2 separate regions of the Zea mays genome follow, and region 1 is linked to region 2. The links are chromatin contacts, called in public Hi-C maps. All regions are on one chromosome and are shown on one strand. The core of a region is the stretch at or near the end of the contact, and the rest is flanking DNA. Distances in the headings are between cores, read along the strand shown.

Evidence for each region. Hi-C and Micro-C count contacts between places; a contact is called where the count stands out from the background.
Region 1: a contact with region 2 is called in a Hi-C map of ear, with 4 times the contacts expected there. The contact joins the promoter of LOC100276554 here to the promoter of LOC100283254 in region 2. A contact is called at or near these places in 6 of 25 Hi-C or Micro-C datasets (bundle sheath, ear, endosperm and 3 more).

What each region holds. Positions count from the first base shown.
Region 1 is chr10:86,881,261-86,884,762 of Zm-B73-REFERENCE-NAM-5.0, reverse strand. LOC100276554 reads right to left here and starts at 1,607. Exons shown (of 4, transcript NM_001150315.3): 1 at 1,395-1,607; 2 at 1-166. The coding sequence starts at 12. LOC103641341 (a long non-coding RNA gene) reads right to left here. Exons shown (of 4, transcript XR_560258.2): 3 at 3,420-3,502; 4 at 3,269-3,306.
Region 2 is chr10:86,472,182-86,475,746 of Zm-B73-REFERENCE-NAM-5.0, reverse strand. LOC100283254 reads left to right here and starts at 2,081. Exons shown (of 6, transcript NM_001156156.2): 1 at 2,081-2,315; 2 at 3,324-3,565. The coding sequence starts at 3,331. LOC109943006 reads right to left here and starts at 1,575. Exons shown (of 2, transcript XM_020545709.2): 1 at 1,273-1,575; 2 at 1-1,195. The coding sequence starts at 1,514. The coding sequence ends at 130.

The sequences.
Region 1 (3,502 bases), core at 358-2,857, 410 kb before region 2:
CTTAGACTCCATCGGAACCACGAAATAGCTCCAGTACTTGGTCCTAACTCCTAACACATTGATAAGCAAAACCGTGGCCCTCTCTGATATGATACTGGGGGGTCACGAACCAGATTTGCCCTCTGTCGATCAGGAGAGGAGAAATCACCTCTGGAATACTAGCTACCTGCAGAGGAAAAAGTTAGGCAAAAAATTAGGTTACTCAGTCAGTCAAAAGTCTAAACCAGGACACAGGTGCAGCCACAGAAATGGATCAAACAAGAAACATTTTCAAACTTGTCTACCCGAATTGCCAAACCAACATACCGGACCGGTTCCGAGAAAGCCTAACTAACCATGACAAGAAAGCCACACATGTAACAAGAGATAGAAGAGGTGGCACAAAGCGAGAAACCGGGCTGCCTAAGTTAAATTAAGCAGGAAACGCAGGAGGGAAACACGCGAAGTTGGCAACCTTTTTATCCTGATCGAACGCCACAAGCCACGGCCGCACCCTCGTTCTCCCCTCGGTTGCTTACACTTGGCAAGGCGGCGTCTCGCTCCCCTTGTTCTCCGCTTGCTCTCTACTCATCTAGTATTTATTTATTTGTAAGCAAAAAAATGTTCAGCAAAAGCCAAGCAGCTGGCATTGTTTATTGATAAGCACTGGCAACATCTTTTCGCTTGTGGCACCACTGAAAACCCAACTAACCCATTCTCTTTTCGTTGTACGCCAAAGCTAATGAAATGGAAACAATCAAACAAACAAGAACCTCGTTTTGGCAGCCGAAGGAAGTGGTTAGGTGACCAAACAGAAGCAGAAGCGAACGAATTTTGTCGAATTTGCTGGACAGTTGGCAGCTCGAGCGGCGAGGGGGAAGATGGAAGAGGACACGCGGTGTAGAACAAGGCTAGGCAGTAGGTACGGTCTTCGCCGAGCTTATCCGGTCCCGATAATCCGACAAGGGAAGAGACAAGCGCGCAGGCGCGGAAAAGGAGAGCAGCCCGCCGACTCCCCATCCACATCCACATCCACGCGAACTTGGCGGAGGGCGGTTGGAGAGGCGGGGGAGGGGGGGACGCGGCGGAGGAGAAGCCTTGGGTGCATAGATGGATGATGATCCTAGCGGTTAAGGGGGAGAGCTCGCGGGAGCACCGGGATTCCATCAAAGCCGAAGCTTTTCGGCACACTGGCGCACCCGCCTTGGTACGTAGAACAGGAAATAAACAAAAAATCCCTCTCGAACCCGCCTAATTCCCTCAAAAATCACAAATTTTCCGCCTCGGCATGGCACATGAGCAGAGAGCGGCGGAGAAATCCGGACAGAGAGAGAGAGAGAGAGAGAGAGAGAGAGAGAGAGAGAGAGAGAGGGGGGGGAGGCCAGGAGGGTCGTGAGAGCCCACCCTGTACCTACCTACAGAGCTGCAGCGGCGAGGTCAGGTTACCACAGCTAGCCAGCGACGCCCTCCCATGGCGATGCCCGCCGAATCAAGGAACTCCCGGGGCCGCACCGCAGCCGCGAAGAGGACGGAGGGGTTGTGGTGGTGTGGTGTGGGGTCACCGTACGTCCCGGGACTGGGAGCGGTGGGACGGGTTGAGGTGGAAACGGAAGGAAGCATCCAGATTTGCCCGCCTCGGGGGTCACGCGCTATTTAATTCCGCTCCTCGCGCAGGATCCATCGCCGGCCCCGGCCGTCGTCGGCCCGGCGGAACAGTTTTTCCCCTTTTTGCTTGCTTTGCTCTGCCGGCCGTCGGATCGCCAAATGGACTACGAATAATAATAACTAGTGTTTAGCCCGCGCCTGGGCGCGCGTCATCATATATAGCTTAACGATTTTGTGAGTACCCAGATATGTAAAACAAATTTAAACATGATATGAGTATACAATATGTATGCAAGAAATCAAAATATAAGTAGATAATATTGTTTTCCCCTAATAGTTGATACCAGTTGTAGAGTGAAATTAGACTACAATATATACTAAGTAGTATTCAAGCATCATACATCAACACTTAGCAACAATGTGCTTCTAGGTGTTAAGTAAATATGTACAGATCCACAAATAGTCTAATAGTAGGTTCATATATATAGAGAGAGAGAGAGAGGGAAGTATTCATGGTCCAAAAGTGATGATGCTCTTGATAGGGTTCATATTTATAGAGAAGCATTCATTGTCCAAAAGTGATAGTGCTCTTGATAGGTGCCCAATAAGTAAATACCTGTATACAAAGGAGGAAAAAGCATTAGAGTTGTACTAATGTTGCTGCGTAAAAGGGTAAGTGGAATACATTATGTTGACTGTGTATAAATATATTTGCGATATATGAATAAGTTTTGCACATGGTGTTATACCTTCATGAAGTTGATTATGATCTAGGAGCTCTTCTCTTTGGGGTCTGTAAGATCTGGTATTCCTTTGCTACTGTGGCCATGTTTCATTCTATATAATATCATGAATGTTGTATTAGCGTGGAAAATAAGATCTAGCATTTAAAAGAATGATGTTGTTGCTACTGTTATTATGTCCAACTATTTTTTTAATACATACCTTTTCGGTGGCGACGATAACTCTTCATTGCTGAGTTCACTTATGCGCTGGGCATCACCCTGTGATTAAGTGCATAAATTTTATGAATGTACTTTCATATAACAAAGTGGAAACTCATTTTGTCCTGGTTTATTTATTCTGTGGGTATTGATTGTATTAATTTATATCTGGTATTAAAATGTAATGGATATGTAACTTTGTAAGTGTATGGAAAGTAAGTATTTAGTAGTACTAAAGGTACCTCTATGTCATGTGACATATCTGAATATATTAGAACACGTCGTGCCTGTTGAATAGACTTCATCAAGTTGTATGCATGAAAGAATGATACATTTATAATAGATTTTGCATGGCAAGAAAAATAAGAAGTTTTGTACCTCGTTTCTTTCGTTGCTACAGGTAGATAGTTTCGCCATTGATGTTGCTGGAGAGTCTTGTGTGGTTGTAAGGCTAGGTATTTCATCCTGTGTATCCAACTCTTGCTGAGGATGGCTAGGCATGTTAGATGGTATTAAGGCCTGTCTTCCATGGTTTGTTAAAATAGACAGAATAGAGAATACTCTATTTGTGACTGAGTAGGCTGACATATTGATGGTAACTGCAAGGGTAAATTTCAGACACACAATAGCGGCTAGGGCTGCTGGGGGACCCTGAGAAGTTGCAACTGCTGTAACAAGGTTGTCACAAGGTTTTCCTACTATTTTTCTGGCTATGTTATCAAAACAAAAGAACTCTGCCTCACATGTCCCATCAGTAGCAATGAAGCTGAGCTTGTATCTGTCAATTCAAATTATGAGTATTTCAAAGCAGCAATTAAGTTTGTAGTAAAGATAAGACTTTATTAAGATGGAATAAATGGTAGTAAATCAGGTGTGTGTGTTAAGATTTACCTAAAGTTAATATCTGTGCAGCCACATGATGTGCAGTGATATCCAGTTGAAGTTTGAGATGAAGATTTGTGGCACCTTGAGCA
Region 2 (3,565 bases), core at 832-3,331:
TAGAAGGAACTATCACTTCTCTACCAGGTTCATACATACCACCTACGACATCTAGTCCTGGTACACAACGTTGACTTCATAATTGAAAGTGAACAACATTGGTGTAGCACATCCTTTGGAAACAAGGCATCAACCCATGGAGCCTCGACGAGCCCACAGGTGTTCTATGAGGTTGTGCTGTAAAGACAAGTAAGTTGCCTGACATGTGATGTCCTGGTCGGGATCGTTTGGTAACTCTGAGCGGATATGATTGTGAAGCCACTCGTTGCGGACCTCAGGAGTATTGTTACACGGCTCTGGTGGCCCAGAGGGGCCAATGAAGTCCACATTTGCTGCACCATCTCCTTCGTCCTCGACAATCATGTTGTGCATAATAATGCAAGCAGTCATCATGTCTGCAAGGTGATTACGATCCCAACCATAAGCGGGTCCACGTAGAACAGCCCACCTTGCCTGCAAAACTCCAAATGCTCGCTCAATGTCTTTTCGACAACTCTCTTGCTTGGTTGTAAAGTGAACCTTTTTTTCCTCAAATGCGTGGCATTTAGCTTTTACAAAGGTAGGCCAATTTGGATATATGCCATCTGCTAAGTAGTATCCGAAATTGTAAGTGGTCCCATTAATAGTGAAGTGCACTGGTGGCATCGTCCCATTACGTAACGGATCAAACACAGGTGACCGATGAAGCACGTTCAGATCATTGTTGGTACCAGGCATTCCAAAGAAGGCATGCCAAATCCACAAATCGTACCCAGCGACTGCCTCTAGTATCATTGTTGGTCTCGAATTGCGCCCACAAAACTGTCCGCGCCATGCAGTAGGACAGTTGCGCCATTCCCAATGCATACAATCGATAGAGCCTAGCATACCCGGAAACCCCCTGTCGGCGTTTACACGTAGTATGCGAGCAATGTCGTCGTGGTTAGGGATACGAAGGTATCGTTCGCTAAAGCAAGAGATGATTGCGCGACAAAAACGGATAAGGCAGTCCCTAGCGGTAGTCTGTCCAATCTGTATGTACTCATCTACCGCATCGGTTGGTAACCCATACGCAAGGATACGCAATGCAGCACAAACCTTTTGCAATGGACCAAGCCCTGCTAAACCGGTTGCATCACAACGAATAGTGAAGTATTCGTCTTCTCGCTGAACGGCACGAAGGATACGTAGGAACAAAGGACGATGCATCCGAAACCTGTACACGATAATAAAGCAAAAAATTAACAAAACAAACGTAGAAATGAAAGTAAAATCATAACTTACGAAATGTACCTTCGGCGAAAGACATGTGATGGATACACAGGATTAGGTCCGAAGTAGTGATGTTTGATGAGATTTTCTCCAGCAGCGTGGTTCCTATGGATAACTCGGCGAGGCAATGAGGAGCGCCTACGCCGCGTGCTCGTGTCTCCTACTACAAGGTGCTCAACATGTTGGGCTAGCAAGAAGGTATCGATCTCATCGTCGGAATCGTCGGATGACGAGGAGAACACAAGGCTTTTCAGTGACTCCATGACGACCTAAACTACGAGTCGTACTACGGACTTGTTAAGGAATGGCGGATGATATAGAAGAGGTGAGTGTGTAGATGAATGGAGCATGTGCCCAGGGTACCTTATTTATAGGTGCCCTAGGTGTGTGAAGGAAGCCAGACGGTCGTGGCTTCCGGTACAAGCCAGTCGTGTCGTGCAAGCCAGTCGTGTCGTGTACTAGAAGAATGAAAATTTGTATTTCTTAAAAACATAAAATCGTACCGTATTTATACTAACGTATGAATAGTAATTATTAAGTTCACTAATTACATGTCGACCAAAATTCGCCCGTGTACTAAGCAAATAATAAATAATAACAATTTAAAGATTTCATGGTAGTTGAGTTAGTTGATGAGGAAAATATATAATATTGGTGTGGTGGGGTATAGAGGATTGTTATAGGGGGAACCGCTGTAGAGCGTGGATATATAGGGGGAGAGAGATTGCTGACGTGGCACGTGAGTGAGATATAGTGGGACAAATTTAGGGGGAACCGCTGAAGACAGTCTCAGCAGCAGCAGCAGCTGCTGCCTGCTGCTGTCTAGTCCATCTTCATCCTCCCCATCGCCCGACTGGATTTCTCCCCCGAATTCGCACCTCCCCCCTCACTTCGCTGTGTCTCATCAACGCCGGCATCACCGCGAGGACTGGGCCAGCTCTCCCTCCCTTTCTCCTCCCTCCGCCTTCATTGCTGACGGCGACGACTGGGCGAGCTCTACCGCCGCTCTGCGCTAGGTGCCCAGGTCTTCCTCGGGCACTTCACCGGCGACGAGCACCCATCAGGTGTGCCCACCCCCTTCCTTTCTCTTCCTGATATGCGAAACTGAGCGCTCAAACCCTAATGTAAGCTAGTATCTGGTTATTTGTATTTGGATCTCATCCGATTACAAAGTATATACATGTATTATGCCTACTAACTAAAGGTTCTTCCGCACCAAAAAAATAAATAAATAAATAAATCGGGTGTACATGTTCCAACCCCTGGTGTCAAACAGCCTACCTCGCAGTTATGGCATCTGTAGCGTCACAACCAGCTGCAGATATTTCTCTGGTCACATGTGGAGTAGAATGTACAATTGGGGGCATGGAGGGAAGTGGGCAGTCCACATGCGATCTCCGGCCTATTGGATGGGGGCATTTGGTACACCAGATCAGTAGTAACTGTCGACAAAACCAGTCTATCATGCTGTTGGATTAGGCCGGCGAATGAACCATCCTTATGTCTAGACAGTTAAAGCGCCCCCTCCTCATTTTTGTCAGGCTCGTGTACCATTTTCTGTTCTGGAGTTCAGTATCAGATAAGACGCCTCATACCATGTTCTCGGCTTCTTGCAATAATATGCCATGCACAAATAGTAGGTTCTGTAGCTTTCAGGAGCACACGGTCGCTGCCAATTGGGTGGAAGGACTCAGTAGACTGGATCAGTTAGTATCTGTCAGGGAAGCCCATTTTATCATGCTGTCGTATTCAGCGGGTCTTGTCCTACGTCTAAGAACGAATTATCCTTGCGCTAGAATGCTAGATAAAGAAAGGGTCCTTCCTGATTTTGGTTGGTTTGTGTATCACTTTTCTTTTGGAGTTCCATTATCAGATATGGCACCACATATCATGTTCTGGCAATAAATGTTGTGCACAGATAGTAATTTTGTAACTGTCAGGGGCACGTTTTCATGATATGCCAAATTGAGATCACGTGAGTTTAGGTACTATGTCAGAAAGTGTGAATATTTATTTCATTCCATTAAAAATAACAAGCCAATTGCCTGTAATTTCGGATCGTCTTTTAACAGGAGCGAAATGGACGAGGCTGTTCCTGCTTTGGCTACCGGCCAAGCTTCAACCGACGCCGTGACAGAGCAGCCTGTGAATGTGTACATATGGGACATGGATGAGACACTCATTTTGCTCAAGTCACTTCTGGATGGCTCATATGCTGGGGCTTTTGATGGCCTCAAGGATCATGAGAAAAGTACTGAAATAGGAAAGCGATGGGAGAACCTCATTCTTGAACTCTGTGATGAGCACTTCTTTT